Regions from separate parts of the Mus musculus genome. Here all the other regions are linked to region 3. Evidence: chromatin contacts called from public Hi-C and HiChIP or PLAC-seq data. All regions are on one chromosome and are shown on one strand. The core of a region is the stretch at or near the end of the contact, and the rest is flanking DNA. Distances in the headings are between cores, read along the strand shown.

Region 1 (2,700 bases), core at 78-2,577, 490 kb before region 3:
AAGCAGCAGAAACATGCTACTAAATCAAAGTTGTGTAAACTGTGCTATTGGTGCGATGTGGAATATTCTGTGGTGCTCATTGAAATGACGTCATAAAAGCATCCTTGTTGACACAGCTTTGATCCTATATTGTTAAGTGAAAGATAGCTTCACAGCCTCATTTTATCGATCTTTATCCTGGAAAAGACTAGCATGGTTAGCTCTTAGGCATAAGGTTATATTAAAACCTTGAAGTCTCAAAACGATTATGCGTACTAAGGACTTCCTTCTTGTCGTTTTTATTTTTAAAAAAATTCTGCAGTTGTCAGGTTGGACTTGTGTGATTATATATACGCTAATGCACATATATACATCAGAGCAGTAGGAGAACATTTTAATGGGTACATTTAGACACCCTACCTTCTGCACACAGCATCTTCCCCTTGTATCCGCATGGGGCATCAGGCCCACCAGGGTTCTGGATTACTCTACTTCTGCTAAGGTAGGATGAGACAGTGGTAGATACCTAGCACTCAGGTAGCTGAGGCAGGAGGTTGGTGAGTTTGAGGCTAGCTTGGGCTATAAAACAAAACAGTCTCAAAACAAAACAAAAACAAAAAACAAACAAACAAACAAAAACCAGCTGAAGGAAAAGAACCCAAAGGCTGGTATGCCCATCCCCCAGAACCCCTGCATTTCCCACAGAACCCCTGTGTGTCCCAGGATGGTCAACAACTCAGTTTGCCTGGACTGAGGGCTATCCTAGGCTACAAGATTTCCTGCGTTCACTGAGAAAGCCTAGGCCAATTTTGGGACCAATTGGTCAGTACTTCCCAGGCATAGAGGTTGACTCTGATTCCCTTCGTAGAATGCATTCTCCCACAGGTCTGAATTCTTCTGGTCTCAAAGCTAGGAGGGCATGAAGTTCAGCAGGTGGAGCAGGACTCAGAAACAAAACAAAACAAAACAAAACAAAACAAAACAAAACAAAACAAAACAAAACAAAACAAAACACTCTGCACTTTTGTCTCTGCATTTAGCCCAGGGCATGCTTTTGTTCTGTGTCTGAGCTTCCAGAAATAAAATGAAATAAAAGATTATCTAAATAATTCAGGACGAACTGGTTATTCAGTGAAGTACTTTCTCACATCCACTATTAAGGACTCCTTTTTTGTAGGCTGAAGCTAACGTTTATTCCATTCCTTTGGCTCTACGTTTTCCGGCTAAAGCTTTTAGCGTAAAACAAAAGAAGAAAGGGGTCAGGGACCGGAAGAGAAAAACCACAGCCAGTGTGGGAAGGAAACCTGTCGCAAGCGGAAGTCTGTGTTAACTGCACGGAGCTTCAATGAGGTTTGCCTGTGCGCCCCAGAGCTCAGGTTTGTAAACCGAGGCAAAGGGATGAGGGTGTCAGACGCTGTGACGTGTGTCACCCTTTGGCCACACTGATCTAGCTGTGGGACGTGACAGGGAGTGTCTGCCCAGAGCTGGCCTGGCTCACTCGGGTAGGTCATGTGGGTAGCCGATGGACCTCTCCGCATTTCTCTGTCTTGACCTTGGAGGTCAAGAGTGCAGAGTAGGAGAGCGCTGGCAAAAGTTAGACGTGACCTGTAGTTCATCCACTTCCGGTGTGCTGTTTGAGAAGTTATTTGACCTCACTATGAAATGAGTAATGTGAATGATACTCTTCTTACTCCACATTGATCTTTCTCCTCGCCAGACACCTGGGCACGATGAGACCTGCGGTCCTTTCAAGACAAGAAAGAAGCTGATCCAAGGAGTACAGAACAGCATTCGCAGCTCTGTGTGCACAGTGTCCTCTGAGCTTGGAATCCAGGACTTCTCCAATGGGAAACCTTTTCTTTTCTTTTCTTTTCTTTTCTTTTCTTTTCTTTTCTTTTCTTTTCTTTTCTTTTCTTTTCTTTTCTTTTCTTTTCTTTTCTTTTCTTCTCTTCTCTTCTCTTCTCTTCTCTTCTCTTCTCTTCTCTTTCTCTTCCTCGTCTCTTCCTCGTCTCTTCCTGTCTCTTCCTCGTCTCTTTCTCGTCTCTTTCTCTTCTCTTTCTCTTCTCCTTCTCTTCTCTTCTCTTCTCTTCTCTCCTCTCCCCTCCCCTCCCCTCCCCTCCCCTTCCCTTCTCTTCCCTTCCCTTCCCTTTCTCTTCTCCTTTCTTTTCTCTTCTTTTCTCTCTTCTCTTCTTTTCTCTTCTCTTCTCTTCCTTCTCTTCCCTCTCCTCCCCTCTCCTTCCTCTTTCTCCCATCTCCCTCCCCTTCCCTCTTTCTTTATTTTTTTGGGACAGGGCTTCTTTATGTTGGCCTGGCTGTCCTGGAACTCATTCTGCAGAGCAGGCTGGCTTCAAACTCAGAGGTCCACCTGTCTATGCTTCCTAAGTGCTGGGATTAAAGGCATGTGACACCACTAGCACCACTACTACCCCTTTGTTAGCTTGTAGTTATTGTACAAAATATGGAGTTTCATGAAGACATTTTCCTACCAACAGATGATGTACTTTGGCCCCCCACTGCCATTACCCTCCCTTAACCCCACCCACCTTCCCCTGCTAGCCTTCTTCTACTTCTCTCCACACCAGAACTTTAGATTTATCTTTGTTTTCCAAGACAGTCTCCTATGTAGGATTTCTTGTGGCTCATGAGCTGCTTTTGCAGAATGCTGGGAAACTGGTTTGTGTGAGGAGAGAGGACAGAGGAGCCCTGGGCACACGAGGACTC
Region 2 (2,700 bases), core at 124-2,623, 460 kb before region 3:
ACACACACACACATACAAGTATGTGCACATGCCTCTCTATCCACGCTTCTGTCTCTGGTTATCTGAATCCTGTCATCCTTCCTGCCTTTATTTGCTCCCTGCCCTGTGCATACACATTCTCTCAACTGCATACCCATTCTCTCAACTGCATAGTGCTGCCTCTTGCCCTGAGCCCATGATGCCCATACAGGACCCACTGCTGCACCTGGTTTTGCTCCTTCTTCACCCTAGACACTCTCACATAGGTGCTTTGCCAGCCCAGTGCCTGTGGGGGTGAATTAGGATAGAAAGGGAGGAAGCCAAAAATGTTCTTTCTCAGTTAGAAGGAAAAACAGGGAGTGGCTAAATCAAGACTGCTTATAAGGCTCCACTTTAGCATGGAACCTGGAAGGCAGCCGGCCCGGCTACCAGGATGACACTAAGGTTGATATAAAATAGGTCTTAAGTCCTCTAAGTCTGCTTTAGAGCTGTGATCATGGCCAGGAGGGTGGGAGGAGGTGGTATTTATATATTCTACAGTGTATTTTGGCCCCATCTCTAATAGGAATGGGGCTGTCAGCACTGGTTTTAACACTGCTAAGTCAGCAGAATGCTTGTCAACTGGTCTAGACACGCACGGTGCCTAACGAAAATGAGAACAAGAAACAATTGATTTCTCAGCTGTACGAAGAGGCTGTTCTCATCCTTACAGGGCAGTCTTGCATGACAGTCATTCATCTCACTCACATGCCAATGAAGACCCACCACCACCATCACACACACTAAATATAAAGGGTGCTCACACAGAGGGGTTCAGCTTGTGATACACTAACATCAGCCCGTCCATCATGGTTATGAGAACCGTCTTCTGCGGCCACCAGCAGATTAGAGCAAAATAACCATCTTGGAGAATAGTGATTGTGGCTACGTTGGCATCTTCTAGGCACCCACAGCTCAGATCCAAGTGCTGGCAGGCAGCACACTGTTTTGGCCTCTTTTAACAATATCACTAGACAATAAATATATCCCTACTTTTAGGCTTCACTGTCACTTGGATGAGCTCCCATTTCCTATCAAACCCTTCTGGATGAAGGCAATTTCCTTGAGGGCGAATGTGAGAATTGGTAGACTTCCGTAGTCGCACACAGCCAGTTACAATTAGGAGCTACTTGTACCCCAACAGTGGATAACTCCAGGTTTTGCCAGCTAGACTATGAACTATAATGGCGAGTGATGGTTTGTGTCTATTTTTCTCCGGTCATTTTTTTTCTTAATATAGATAAGACTCAATTGATAGCTACAAACAAGAGAGAGGAGGAACCACGGCCCTCTGTATATCACCTTCTCTTCTTTCATCTGTCTTTGCCACCTTATCTGCCTCGTGGGTTGACTGATGCTGATGTAGGCAGATGCTGATGTAGGCTGATACTGATGTAGGCGTAGAAAAGGACTCATTGCTGAAATGCATTACTTTAATCTCAGCCCTGAGAAGCCAGACATCCCGGGTCAGGATACAGTCCGGACATGAGTTCTAGGCTGGCTTCTGCCATTTCATTAGTTTTGGGTTTTCAGTGGCGTTCCTAAACTCCCTGGAACGCAGCCTTGCAACTGTAAAATGGAAGGTTGGACAGCGTGATCTCTCAGCATCCATCCCTCTGCAGGTGCTTACTCAGGCCTTACGATCTCTCAGCATCCATGCCTCTGCAGATATTTACCCAGGTCTTACGATAAAGCCACATCCTGTCTAATAGCACAAAGACAGACAAGGAAAACCCGGAAACGTGGCCTTTGCTAATACAGGAAAGGCCGTCATCTGAAGACTGAAGTTCCGCCTTTGGGTTCACTGCCTGGTTGTTTCCTGAAGTTACAGAAAGAAAAGCAGAAGGCACCAAGAGCTGCTGCATCGCTAGCTCGGGGGACAGCCAAAACATAGACACCCTGCATCTACTACTACCTTCTACTTCACTTTTACAGCTCTAGAGAACTCTGTAACCACCCAAGGCATCCTTCCCACAGTGATGGAAGATGGCAGTATCTGGCAGGCCCCATCACTTCATGGTTTGAACTCGATGTTGTTGTTGTTGTTTTGTTTTGTTTTTAATAAAGTGCAGTGTCACAACATTTATACTAAAGGATCATTAGCCAGATTTCTTTTGCACAGTTGCTTTTTGTTTTCTTTTTGAGAAATAAATTTCCATTCCTGAAATATGAGCAAAAGAACTTCTCGTGTTCTTCTTTTCCCCTCTCACTGTAAACATTGGCTACATTTGTTGTAAATGTAAACTGTCTGAAATATACTTTGGAAATTTATTTCGAAATTACTGGCATGCATGTCTGATGGGCCTTGAGCTATATCTAAGAAGTGAGAATGTTGGACCTGCAAAATTATATACTGTCAAAGGTAAAAAAGACAATAGGGAATATGAAAATCAATGTTTTTTTTTCCAGTTGCTGTTGGAATAGTTTAATGGGTCTTCAAATGGCTTTGATGTGACAACCAGTATTTTATGGATGTAATGGAATAGAAAATATCAGACTATATTATCATACCTAGTAAAGTTTTGTTTAGGCAAGTTTTGACATATTTAAAATATATCAAAGCTACTGAAGTATGTAAACAAACCATGCACAGTAGACAAATATATTCATTTATGTAAGCATGATTATTTATGATTGATTACTTTGATGTCCTGTTTAATTTAGACATTGTCTATGGAAAAT
Region 3 (2,700 bases), core at 141-2,640:
TGTAGGCCTTCTCTGGTCCATCGCCTGCCTAGGCAGGATAATTACCTTCTGCTGTTGAGCTAATCTTTTTGCGTTGGAATTTAACCATCTTTTTTTCTTGGGACAGTTTATTTTTACTCCCTGTTTCTTACCTTTTTTGTTTCTGGTAGTTTCTCTGTTGGGTTTGGAGAAAGCACTCCTTTAGTTCTCTGTACTTTAGCATTCTCTCCCTCTCTCTACCTCTCTCCCTCTCTCTCCCCCTCTCCCTCCCCAAACCAGGTTCTATAAGATAGAATAATTTTCAGCTAGGGTCTGCTTTTGACAAATGAGAAATCAACAGGGAAATATACTCCTTTGTGACTTTTGATGAACCAATCAGAAGCTAGTTTATCTTCTAAGGATTAAAAGCTAATATAGTTACAATGAAAGCTAGAAGAGGAAGCAATAACGTTAAATATAAAATATTTGTCATTGGATGGTATATTACAGAGTAATCAGAAACTTCTAACTAGGTGTCTGTGCTTTGTTGTGTATTAGATGAGGTAAACCAGTTGGTACATAGAAGACAAGTAAGGTGGAGGTTCTTTCCGCAGTTCCCAGTACAGATGTTCACAACAGCATACACATTTCTTCCGTAAAATACAGTAAACCCAAATACCTAAAAACATGTCAGAAGAAGAAAGTGGACAGAATGAGAGTGAAGGCATGGTGGTGGAGCTGTCGTGAGATAAACAGCAGCTGCCTTCCACACATCAGCCAGGATGCACATGATTCAGAATGAACTTAGAGTTAGAAGTTCCTCCATGTCTGGACCCTCTGGAGTAGGCAGTGATGTTAGGGAGCCACTGAATACCCTGGGGAGAAAAGTGTTTAAAAGCTCTACAGTTATTGTTCAAAAGCTTCTGTGTTGCTAATTTTTGTGAACGTGACACAGGCATATCTGGGAGGAGAGGGACTCTAGGTTTAGGAGTTTTCTCCATCAGATTGGCTCGTGTGCAAGTCTGTGAGGCAATTTTTTGATTACTGATGGATGTGGGAGAACCCCAGCCCACTGTGGGTGGAGCCATTCCTGGGTAGTTGATGGTAATTCTTATAAGAAACAGGGCTGTTGGGCTGGTGAGATAGCTCAGTGGTTAAGAGCATCAACTTCCCAAGGTCCTGAGTCCAAATCCCAGCAACCACATGGTTGCTCACAACCATCCGTAATGAGAGCTGACTCCTTCTTCAGGAGTGTCTGAAGACAGCTACAGTGTACTTACATATAATAAATAAATAAATCTTTAAAAAAAAAAGAAAGAAAAAGAAACGGGGCTGAGCAAGCCATGCAAAGGGGACAGACACCAGTAAGGAGGGTTTCTTCTCCATGGGTCTTGGTTTCACTTCCTGTTTCCTGACTACTTCCCTTCATGTTGGACTGTGAAGTGGGAAGCCACACAAACCCTTTGATCCCCAAGCTGCCTTTGGTGGTGTTTGATCCCAGCAGTAGAGAGCCAATGAGGCCAGTCTTGTGGCTGGAATTACGTAAACAGTAGATCACTGATACCTTCCCTTCTAAGGTATCTCGTGGATCCTCTGTCACTAAAAGCCCGTTTATCTTTTATGTCAGTGTTCTTGACAATTTCAAGCTTACTTTACTCTTTGTCTTTTGGGTGTTCTTGGATCTTACAATACTTACAGAAAAATTAAAAAATGACATGTAATATGAACTTTGCTATTGTGATCCAGTGCTCGTTGCTTTGTTGGTAGTCAGGTTAGGAAGAAAATGCCTTCTTAGTCTGTTGTTTGCTACTGTTTATAAAATATTTCAGTTTATATTACACCAAACGCCTTTGGGTTTTCTTTTTTGATAACATTGTTCATGTTACCGTTAAGGTTTAAGGTTGTTTCTTGCAGATTTTAATTGTAGGCAAGCTTAAAATGTTAAATGTTAAGTGGAATGACTTTTCCTGGTTTTTTAGCTCAGACCTGGGGAATAAATACCCGTGGCCCTACATCTTGTACTGAAACACTTCAAAGGGCCTTAATTATAATACTTTAAAATCAGTTCTTTAAGAATGTTGCTAAGTGTATTTAGTTAGGCCTTGTACTTTGAATTTAGTTTTTCCTTAAAGTACATTTTTTGTTTTCTTTAAATATGTGAAATGACATTATTTACCAGCAAACATGTGCTGAAATTTACAAATCATCTTACACTCTACTTACATTCTACTGCTCCTGGACAGGGGTAGCTCAATTTTATATCAGAATAGTGAAACCAGAGAGAGCTGGCCATGTGTCCAGTCTGCTGTTCTGGCACAATAGTACTGAGCAGTGGTAGAGGTCCTACAGTCTCGGTTCTGTCCCTCCCTCCCTCGACCATCACAACCCAACCCTTCCCATTATGAGAAGCAAGGCTCCTGGGGAGTTTGAAGGCTTGTTGCTTTGTTCCTGTTGGGACAGAAAAGACAATGATGGATTAGGTGACATCAGTCAGGTCAGGCCACTGGCATTCTGCGAGCCCAGGTAAGGAGCTTGCATTTGAGGAAGGGTCTATCCTGTGGTCTCTCTATGCTAGCTGATGTCAACAGCAGGCATGCGAAGATGAGGCCCAGAGGACTAGTAAGGTCGTTGGATGAGTGTCTAGCTGTTGGCTTACGTCTTTCCCACTTGGACCCTCACAGACCAAGGTGCTCACCCAGAATTTGGGACCCAGCTGTCCTTGCCTTCTAACTCTGTGCCAGA

What was found. Hi-C and Micro-C count contacts between places; a contact is called where the count stands out from the background. HiChIP or PLAC-seq counts read pairs in DNA pulled down with a chosen protein or histone mark.
Region 1: an H3K4me3 HiChIP or PLAC-seq map of bone marrow-derived macrophages shows a contact between it and region 3, with 4 times the contacts expected there. The contact joins two enhancer-like sites. A contact is called at or near these places in 2 of 115 datasets of contacts at active chromatin or transcription factors (bone marrow-derived macrophages and microglia).
Region 2: a contact with region 3 is called in a Hi-C map of bone marrow-derived macrophages, with 12 read pairs. The contact joins two enhancer-like sites.

The regions. Positions count from the first base shown.
Region 1 is chr8:35,429,523-35,432,222 of GRCm38.p6, reverse strand. No RefSeq gene overlaps it. Among named protein-coding and RNA genes, the nearest start is that of Gm34853, 5.7 kb to the left of the region's middle. Within about 2 kb of position 1,327, at least 92 of the 459 cell types and tissues checked have an H3K27ac peak or open chromatin away from gene starts, as enhancers often do. A contact at or near this core is called in bone marrow-derived macrophages and microglia, where this site is marked.
Region 2 is chr8:35,399,669-35,402,368 of GRCm38.p6, reverse strand. No RefSeq gene overlaps it. Among named protein-coding and RNA genes, the nearest start is that of Gm45301, 8.5 kb to the left of the region's middle. Within about 2 kb of position 1,373, at least 41 of the 459 cell types and tissues checked have an H3K27ac peak or open chromatin away from gene starts, as enhancers often do. A contact at or near this core is called in bone marrow-derived macrophages, where this site is marked.
Region 3 is chr8:34,943,986-34,946,685 of GRCm38.p6, reverse strand. The region is part of intron 1 of Tnks (tankyrase, TRF1-interacting ankyrin-related ADP-ribose polymerase); the gene reads left to right. Among named protein-coding and RNA genes, the nearest start is that of Tnks, 20 kb to the left of the region's middle. Within about 2 kb of position 1,390, at least 55 of the 459 cell types and tissues checked have an H3K27ac peak or open chromatin away from gene starts, as enhancers often do. A contact at or near this core is called in bone marrow-derived macrophages and microglia, where this site is marked.